2 separate regions of the Bicyclus anynana genome follow, and region 1 is linked to region 2. A link is a contact called in public Hi-C data. All regions are on one chromosome and are shown on one strand. The core of a region is the stretch at or near the end of the contact, and the rest is flanking DNA. Distances in the headings are between cores, read along the strand shown.

What was found. Hi-C and Micro-C count contacts between places; a contact is called where the count stands out from the background.
Region 1: a contact with region 2 is called in a Hi-C map of whole body, with 6 times the contacts expected there. The contact joins the enhancer-like site here to the promoter of LOC112043414 in region 2. A contact is called at or near these places in 2 of 2 Hi-C or Micro-C datasets (whole body and whole larva).

Annotation. Positions count from the first base shown.
Region 1 is chr15:608,669-613,765 of ilBicAnyn1.1, forward strand. It overlaps LOC112043399 (frizzled-2), which reads left to right. Exons shown (of 2, transcript XM_052885856.1): 2 at 2,301-5,097. The coding sequence starts at 2,326. The coding sequence ends at 3,987. Among protein-coding and RNA genes, the nearest start is that of LOC112043417, 16 kb to the right of the region's middle. Within about 2 kb of position 3,478, at least 8 of the 8 cell types and tissues checked have open chromatin away from gene starts, as enhancers often do.
Region 2 is chr15:320,567-325,268 of ilBicAnyn1.1, forward strand. LOC112043414 (probable small nuclear ribonucleoprotein E) reads right to left here and starts at 3,177. Exons shown (of 1, transcript XM_024078816.2): 1 at 2,673-3,177. The coding sequence starts at 3,079. The coding sequence ends at 2,789. LOC112043413 (BTB/POZ domain-containing protein 19) reads right to left here. Exons shown (of 10, transcript XM_024078814.2): 2 at 4,417-4,573; 3 at 4,025-4,187; 4 at 841-974; 5 at 334-493. Trnag-ucc (transfer RNA glycine (anticodon UCC)) reads right to left here and starts at 3,976; the gene lies at 3,905-3,976.

The sequences.
Region 1 (5,097 bases), core at 2,228-4,727, 290 kb after region 2:
GCTAATAAACGTCGGTTTAATATTATTTGTTTTTATTTTTTAAAAACCATTCCTCGTATCCTTCTCGTTAGCATGAAGAATATTTTATTATAGACACTTTGTACAAATCCATATAAACTTGTCTCTATAAATAATAATTATAGTATTGTTTTCATGTGCAATCTCTATCACAAAATGCTCTACCTTTTACTATAAAATCCTACGTTTTCTACTTTATCAAATAACATTGCAAACTTGTACAGTACAATTTGTTTAATTTCCATTAAAATGATCTTTATAACACAACAAACTGATGTAAGCTGACGCACAGACGTCAAGCACTCACTTACATGCAGACCGATCTGAATTGCCACAGTCCATAAATAAGTCGCGTACACTGTCTGTTACTCGACCAGAGGCGTTTTCATTTTAGTATTTTACAAGTCTGGGTAAGTTTCACCGTTTTCTGATAAGTGTAAGAAAGTGACAAAACTTTCGGTTAGACCACTTTTTGTCACTTCTTACTATATATCAAATGTCAAAGACGAAACTTATGAGTGAGCTACCAAACACTGATCGAAAGATAAACACAACTACAACACACTTCTAATTAATCTTTCACGCGACATTAATTATATTAAAAAACTCTAAATGAAGCGAGACAATTCAGGAACAGTTTTGGAGCGAAGTTATAGTTAAAGACAGAAAGAAAGAAAAATCATTTAATCCAAAAATTGTGCCACACTTAACACCTTAACACTATAGTAGTGACTGATACCCAGACCATTTATGCAAATCCAAAAGATCAAAATTAGTGTAAGCATGACAACACCAATGTCATATTTGGCACAAAAAAAAGGATCCAGCTCAGTACCTATATAATATGCTGTTTAAAACAGAACCTTCAGAAGTGTCTGTTTTAGTTGCAAAAGAAATACTCAGTAAACCTCCAACTAACCACTAACTTTTGCAAAAAACTACTAGCGAGCATATCGAATGTCATAATTTTATTACTCCACCGCACGCCTGCACACGACGTTGACCAATATTTTTGCTAATTAGCAATCAAAATGCAATTAAAAAAACGCGCAAACCTGTTGCACTCGAGACCACGTCCCATATACGTCGACACATCATCTGCGACATGCTTCTGCCATCGTCGAATGCAAACGAAGTTATCCACGAGAATACAAATAAAGCTCTTATTCCCTTTATCTTGAAGAATGTTTTGGTATATAAATTGTTATTTTTCATGAGTTAAGGCTATTGCTATATATATACAGGCACACGTTCGAACTAAAATAAATAATGTAACTTAAAGTTATTCCCACCTTTAGTTCAACGAACTTCCGTTTGTTGATGTTTCCTCAATCATTGTTTGTGTTTGTTAAGTTTATAGTTCTAAATAAAGAATAGGTTCTCTCGATGCGACTATAGTTCGCGTCGATTCTTACGAGGTTCGTAAAATATTTTTAACCATTTGTCCTACTCGTATATAAGGACGTCGGTATGTAGGTATCCGTAGTTCGAAAAGCCAATGGATGTCTCAAGGTGCTGGAATTTTGACCTCGCAGCGGAAAGCGATGTGTTGGTCGACCCCCCACTAGGTGTACTGAGGACATCAAGCGGGTTGCAGGGAGCCGCTGGGTACTGGCGGCTCGAGACCGTGGTGTTTGGAAGGTATACATATGCAAGAGCCATATGTCCAGACGTGGTTAATGATGATGATGTTTTGATGATATAAACCTGCGGCTTTCTTATCGAAATCGTTTTGAGCTATGAGCTATATGACTTTAGTTTTATCAAAACCCTAAATACAAGTAAGAAACGTCTGTAGACACGATACGAGTAGAGTATGTTCACTTGTACTGATTTGAGTTTTGTAACACCATATAGAGTAGGTACTTACCGTATACTTATGTACCGTTGTGTATTGCGTTATTAATCTTAGTTACTGATTCATCTCGGCTAAGCTAATATTGAATGTGACTAATGAATGCTAACGAAGTTCAACCCGGTGCCGGAGCCCGCAACATGTTTAACTGTTGATTCCGTGCACTAAACAATCGCACTGTTCTATTCGTATTTTTGTTACTACGTATAACTTCAACGCATAACATTGATTCAAGTCTCGAAGACTAACTCTTAACATTCTCGTTACTAGTTATGTACTCTTCTCAGTTGTTTAAAATTAATTGATATTTTTATTCTGTTGCGACGTGCTTTACTTTCGCGAGCGCTCACAAGTCGTCCCGCGATGCTTAGTCTTAGAATAGAGTTGCAATGTATAAAATCTTGAAATGTTATTTGTTTCGTTTCAGATGCGGCAAGCGTAACGCGTCCAGCATGCACCGTGCGCTGTGGGCGTGGGCGTGGGCGTGGGCGTGCGCGTGGGCGCTGGCGGCGGGGGCGCACGCGCCGCAGCCGCGCTGCGAGGAGATCACCATCCCCATGTGCCGCGGCATCGGCTACAACCTGACGGCGTTCCCCAACGCGCTGGACCACGACACGCAGGAGGAGGCGGGGCTGGAAGTGCACCAGTACTGGCCGCTCGTGGAGATCAAGTGCTCGGCCGACCTGAAGTTCTTCCTGTGCTCCGTGTACACGCCCATCTGCATCGAGGAGTACGCCAAGCCGCTGCCCGCGTGCCGCAGCGTGTGCGAGCGCGCGCGCGCCGGCTGCGCGCCGCTCATGCAGAAGTACGGCTTCCAGTGGCCCGAGCGCATGGCGTGCGAGCGCCTGCCGCGCTTCGGCGACCCCGAGCGCCTGTGCATGGAGGAGAGCGAGCGCGCCGCCGAGCCCGAGCCGCCGCGCGCGCCGCCGCGCCGCCCCGCCAAGCCCTGCAAGGACGCAAAAAACTGCGACGGCCCGGCTGCCGCGCGCGCGCCGGGACACGCCGCGCCGGGGGACGCCGCGCCGGGCGCCGCCGAGTGCGCGTGCGCGTGCCGCCCGCCGCTCGTGGCGCTGCGCGCGCGCAACGCCAGCGCGCCCGGCGTGCCGGCGCCCGCCTGCGGCCTGCCGTGCCGCGGCGCCTTCTTCTCGCGCGAGGAGAAGGAGTTCGCCGCCGTGTGGGTCGCGCTGTGGGCCGGCCTGTGCGCCGCCTCCACGCTCATGACGCTCACCACCTTCGCCATCGACTCGCAGCGCTTCAAGTACCCCGAGCGGCCCATCGTGTACCTGTCGGCCTGCTACTTCATGGTGGCGCTGGGCTACCTGGCGCGCCTGGCGCTGGGCCACGAGGCCGTGGCGTGTGACGGGCCGCTGCTGCGGACGTCGGCGGGCGGGCCCGGCGCCTGCACGCTGGTGTTCGTGCTGGTGTACTTCTTCGGCATGGCGTCGTCCATCTGGTGGGTGGTGCTGTCGTTCGCGTGGTTCCTGGCCGCCGGGCTCAAGTGGGGCAACGAGGCCATCGCCGGGCACGCGCAGTACTACCACCTGGCGGCGTGGCTGGTGCCGGCCGCCAAGACCGTGGCCGTGCTGCTGGCGGGCGCCGTGGACGGCGACCCCGTGGCCGGCGTGTGCTACGTGGGCAACTCGTCGCCCGAGCACCTGCGGCGCTACGTGCTGGCGCCGCTCGTGGTGTACTTCGCGCTGGGCGCCTCCTTCCTGCTGGCCGGCTTCGTGTCGCTGTTCCGCATCCGCAGCGTCATCAAGCGGCAGGGCGGCGCGGGCGCGGGCTCCAAGGCCGACAAGCTGGAGAAGCTCATGATCCGCATCGGCGTGTTCAGCGTGCTGTACGCCGTGCCGGCCGGCGTGGTGATCGGCTGCCTGGCGTACGAGGCGGGCGGGCGCGAGCGCTGGCTGCGGCGCGTGGCGTGCGGCGCGGCGTGCGGCCCGCGCCCCGTCTACTCGGCGCTCATGCTCAAGTACTTCATGGCGCTGGCCGTGGGCATCACGTCGGGCGTGTGGATCTGGTCGGGCAAGACGCTGGAGTCGTGGCGCCGCGTGTGGCGCGGGGGGCGCGCGCCGCCGCCCGCGCAGCGCGCGCTGGTCAAGGGCGCCGTGTGACGCGACGCGGGGCCGCCCGCCCCGCCCGCCCCGCCCGCCCCCGCGCCCTCCGCGCCCTCCGCGCGCTCGGCGCAGCCGCTGTCCGACTACGGGCCCGTGTGAGCGCCAGTGCCAGCGCCCCGAACTGTGTCTAGTCCTAGCGTGAACACGCATACGCATATACGTAATAGTGTAAGTGCGGCGGTGGCGTCCGAGCCCGCATCGCTTCTCGAACTTTCCAAATTCGTAGTGTCATAGAGAGTGCTTTGTGAAAAGCTGATGCCGTGTCATAGACTATGCACAATTTGTTTTCTATTTTTGTAAACTGTGAAGTGCTTAGTGTCTATTTCCATCATCTAATACAAATATATGCTCGTAAATCTAGGAATATAACACCACCTCCAACAATCCGAGCCCTGACTGTGTATGACATTGAAATCGTAGCAAGACAGAACAATATACATTAGACATCATTACACCATCATCCCGACTTGAATGTCATAAACAGTCGAGGCTTGACCGTGTAATATGTAAGATCTACCTGTAGAAGTGGACTACCTCCTGTGACTGTGAACTTGTAAAGCGAATTGAAACTTCAGCACTTATCTAACCATTTATTTTATTGACAATTAACTAGTTAATACCACGGAACTCGCCGCTGTAGGGTGAACTTGACGGAAGAAGACATTAAGTGCTATTACCTGGTCAATACCAACGCTCTAGGTTAGAAAACATGCACATTAGTAATTTAACTTGATCTGGTAGTTAACTTGCTATTTGAATTATCTTTAAAAAAGTTTGATACAATACTGTTGATCTTATGAAAACGTTACTTTCTTAAGGAGAATTCATACGAGCACAGAAATATTAAATGACTGATTAAGGACTGATTAACACTGCCAATCGCAAACACAATAAATATGTAGTGAATTACTGATGAGTGTTAACACATATTCCATGAAAATACTTCAATTAAATGTCTGTATAGTAAAATTAATATAAGTTTTCTTTGTAAAATAAGTCACCTTTTTGTAAATAAATATAAGTCTATAATGTGATTGTTAAATTGTAATCACGCGTATAGTAGGTAAATCAGAGATAATTATTATTGTAACCAGTTCGCGCGCGTTG
Region 2 (4,702 bases), core at 1,927-4,426:
GGTGGTGGCACACGCGCGCGCGCACCTCCTCCGTCCAGTGCGCGGTACACTCACCGATGAGCAGCAGGCGCACGTGCTGCATGAGCGGCGCGAGGTGATGGCACACGCGCGCGCGCTCCTCCTCCGTCCAGTGCGCGGTACACTCACCGATGAGCAGCAGGCGCACGTGCTGCATGAGCGGCGCGAGGTGGTGGCACACGCGCGCGCGCTCCTCCTCCGTCCAGTGCGCGGTACACTCACCGATGAGCAGCAGGCGCACGTGCTGCATGAGCGGCGCGAGGTGATGGCACACGCGCGCGCGCTCCTCCTCCGTCCAGTGCGCGGTACACTCACCGATGAGCAGCAGGCGCACGTGCTGCATGAGCGGCGCGAGGTGGTGGCACACGCGCGCGCGCTCCTCCTCCGTCCAGTGCGCCGTGGGCTGCGTCACGCCGGCGCGCTGCTTGGCCCACGCCAGCGCGCAGCGCCACACCTCCTCCTCTTCTAAACTCAGCTGGAAGAACCACCAAATATTTTATTTATACCTAATTTATGCAGATGTTGACCCGTTAGTTCCCGTTTCCGTAGGAATACGAGGATAAGATATAGCCTGTATAGCACCTGGGAATTGTGTAGTTTTCCAGCATTGATGAAACTTTCCAAATCGGCCCAGTAGTTTCGGAGCCTATTCAATGCAAACAGACGAACAAACTATAAAATCTTTCCTCTTTATAATATTAAGTATAGAAGTATAGATAGATAGGTAACACATTAAATAAGCATAGGTTACAGAGTGTAAGTTATAATATGTAAGAAGGCATGCATATATTTTAAAAGGCATATTTATAATTAAATACTAACAAAATCTGATGATATCAGCTTGATGAGAGCTTCCTTGGGCAGGTTGAGGAAGGCGTTGGTCTTGATGCAGTCGGCAGCATTGTCTCCCACAAAAGAGATGCAGCGCTCCATGAACGACGAGGCACTCTTACCACCTGCAAGTTAAGCAAAAGGACAGTGTGGTACATAAAACTAGAGATTATAAAAAGCTGATAAACGTCCACAGCTATTGATATTGGTCTCTAGTACATTCCAAGACAATCAGACAAGTGTTGAGCCACATCCAGTAGCTAACACTGCTTGCTGTGATGTCATTGGTCACCTAACTGTTTGCTGTCTAGTCTAAGATTACTATTTCAGCACCCGAGGACTGCACGGACGTGGCATCCTGCCCTCAATAATTAGTTATACAACTCAATGTGCCAGTAACTTTCATCTGCAGATTTCCTCATTTCTGATATAATCCAATGACTCCTATCTTAGCTCTCTTTATCACCCATTGATTCAGACCCTTCCTGAGATGGGTAACAAACACTATTATATAAACTCTCTAGGGACATTTTCCCATTTGTTGGTTATTGGTCTTGAATTTTAATCTGACGTCCCAGTGCAGAACATTAAATATGAAGCTGTTCACACCTGTCTATCATAAATGTGAATAATTTTGTGTAAATAATTTTGCTACTTGAACATCCAATTAAAATCCAAGCCCCACAAACAAATTTGGAACTGTATCTAACTCAGCATATTATTTTCATGTGAAGTTCAACTTACCAAAGTGTCACTGCTGTATGTAATCCAGTAACTTGCTTAACCTGTTCTAGGTATTATACTTCTGGATTCTACATCTTACTTGTTCGTTACATTTGAACAATTTCATTGAATGTTTTTAATTGCTGCCTGAATTGTTAGGACCTTTTTTCGTTTTTTTGTTACCTGGGTACAACAATAACCTAGCTGGCGGGGATCACACTACAACTTCTCAGTGATGAGTCTGACCCCTTTACCACCAACCTAATGAATCTCAGAGGATTTAAGAGCACACATAGACACAGAACTCAGGTGTTTCTGAACACTTTACAATTTAATAACTCAACACTAAAGCAGTATTACTATCCCACTACCTCGTATCACACTATCATATAAAGTTACAAATGTTACAAGGAATGTAGAACTCTTTCTGTTTGTGTGTGTTAATAGAATTGAACAATTCAAAAATTGATTTTTAATGTGGTTTGACTAACATTTTTTATTGTATAAGCTAAGCTGCAATCATGCCTGATGGCAAGCGATGATGCAGCCTACAGTGGATTGTACTTGCCTAGAAGATGCCTATTCACTCTTAACTTTTACTTAACTATATTCTTTATAATATTTTAGGTGGTGGGGAAAACAGATTGTGCATTCCACATCTTAGCAGTGCATATAAGAAAAGAGGAACTAAACAGTTTAGAACGCATCTGAGAACTATTGACGACATAGCCTGCCTCGCAGTCATGTATGTACGTCATGGTAGAATAGCACAAGATCAAACAGTTCTTAAGCATTTATATAAAATAAGTTCTAGCCATCAATGTCCTTTACACCAATGTACTGTTCTACAAAGAGCCATAGATCTCTTACAGCTAACACAAGAGAACCTATCATTACAATGTATAACTGACATACAACTTGGCTTTTAAAATTAGCTAATCATACAAATTACTTAAATTATCTTTTTAACTTGCATTTAAGGCCACTAATACTTTATATTATGTTTAGTTGTCAAAATAATTCATGTTCTAAACTTGTAGTACATCTAAGGGTAAGTTTAGAATATGTTTGAGTTTGAGGTTATAAAATAAAAGCCAATGTTTGATCTTAAGTTTTAATGAAAAATTAGATTAGATTACGACCGAGACACCGTCACAAGTCACAAACGCAGACCGTCACACTTATTAACTAGGAATGTTTAGATTTTAACCTAATTTCACACAGTCGTCGCGTTTGGGTTGACATTTTGAATAAGCGTTATGTTGTCTCCTTTCATCATAATACGTCCGATCTGCTTGCGGTTTTTCGTTTTCATGTGCACTTCTTCGGCCTCATCCAACACAATGTTCATGTATTCGTCGAATCCTACGATGTGTCCCTCGATCCTCAAGTTCACATTTTCGTACAGCCAAATTTGCACACGGCTCCTGTTCTGCAGATATCTGAAGATAAGGTTGATGGGTTGTACCATCACCTTTTGCACTTTCGGGGGGCCTTTGTAAGCCATTTTAAAGTTGTGATCTTTTACGAAAACTATAAATTCAATAAAACAAAAGCCGCCAAAGCCAAACCGGCGTCGTTTTTCTCGATTACGTCAAAAATAGTCATAGACAACGAACACAGTAGATTAAAGAAAGTAGATGTCAAACTCAGCAGATTCAAAATCATTGTAAATGAGTGGGCATAGACAAAAAATGGACTATTCAAGTTTGAATTTATAACACTGATGACTTATGATATGATTTTCAATAAATTAATATATTTTCTTTTTAATTTTATTATTACAGAAGCAGCAGCGTAAAACCTGTTCGACAACAATCAAACATAAAGATTGGGGGCGGCATATTAAGCTTAGTAGAACTCGGAGCTGTTTACAAAGAAATAAATTGACTGATTTTTTAAATTTTTTTCCATTTTTCGAGCCTCGAGGTCATGATCAAGCTAAACGTTTTAAATTTTGTAGAAAATATTTTAAACACTAAAAATTTTTAGGTACCTATAATATTTTTAAGTAGGTATTATTTTGGATTACTTCGTTGTGGCATTAGGATACATGTATCATTAATAATGATATATTAGAATATAATGGCTAGAATAGCTACCTATATTAATAAATGCATTATTATTAAAAAAAAACAAAAATAGACAATAAAATGCTAAAATAATAAAAAAACCAAGGGGGGACGTGCTAAAACGCTATTATTATATAATGAAATCTATCAAACCCAGTACAGTAGTACACTTTAAATTGATTCCATTTTGAGTTTTACCAACATAAAAAAAAAACAATTACCTTCTAAACAAATATATTAAAAGAAAAAAGCAAAAACTGTGCGATGGCCGGGAATCGAACCCGGATCAACTGCTTGGAAGGCAACTATGCTGACCATTACACCACCATCGCCGATGACCTGAGAGTTGAAATTATGTTACATAATAAAATCACAGTTACCTGGCCTATCTTGAATTTCCATAGCAGCAGCAAGCAAAGTGCATGCACTTTCCACGCTTAAAGTAGAAGTAACATGGTCTTCACAAGCGGCACGAAGGTCTTCTACTCCTAAATCTGCTGCTAGCGTCATCATTTCAAACACTCCTGAGTCATGGAGTAACAGCTGTAAAACAAATTAACAAAATGATAAAGTTATATTTATGTTATTAACTGATTTCATTTTTTTAACACTTTTGTGTTTTAATATTATGATGTGCATCTATTCGACAATAGGTGGCGCTGTTAGAAGTAATATTAGTTTACCAATTTTGTTTGTAGTTTAAGAAAAACACATTCTAAATCAATTTAGGTACAAAATTATTGTGTTAAAAAATAAATATGAAATTAATTACCTTTCCGGTGTAAACGTACTGTATAAAAAGTCGAAATGTTTCAGGCTGAACATGTGGCATACGTATCGGCGTGGGCTGCGTGCCAACAGATGGCGTTATAGTACACCCTGGGATGCGACAAACTTCTCCGCGTTTTGTGTTTTGAAAACTTTTGCACCTATTAGAAGAAAAATAATAATCATTAATTACTATTTCAATTTGTCTTTTAAATATCATCTTTTCTTATTTTCGCCAGCAGATATTTTTTGTAGAGAAGACTGACAAAGTGAAATGTTATAGCTACTTA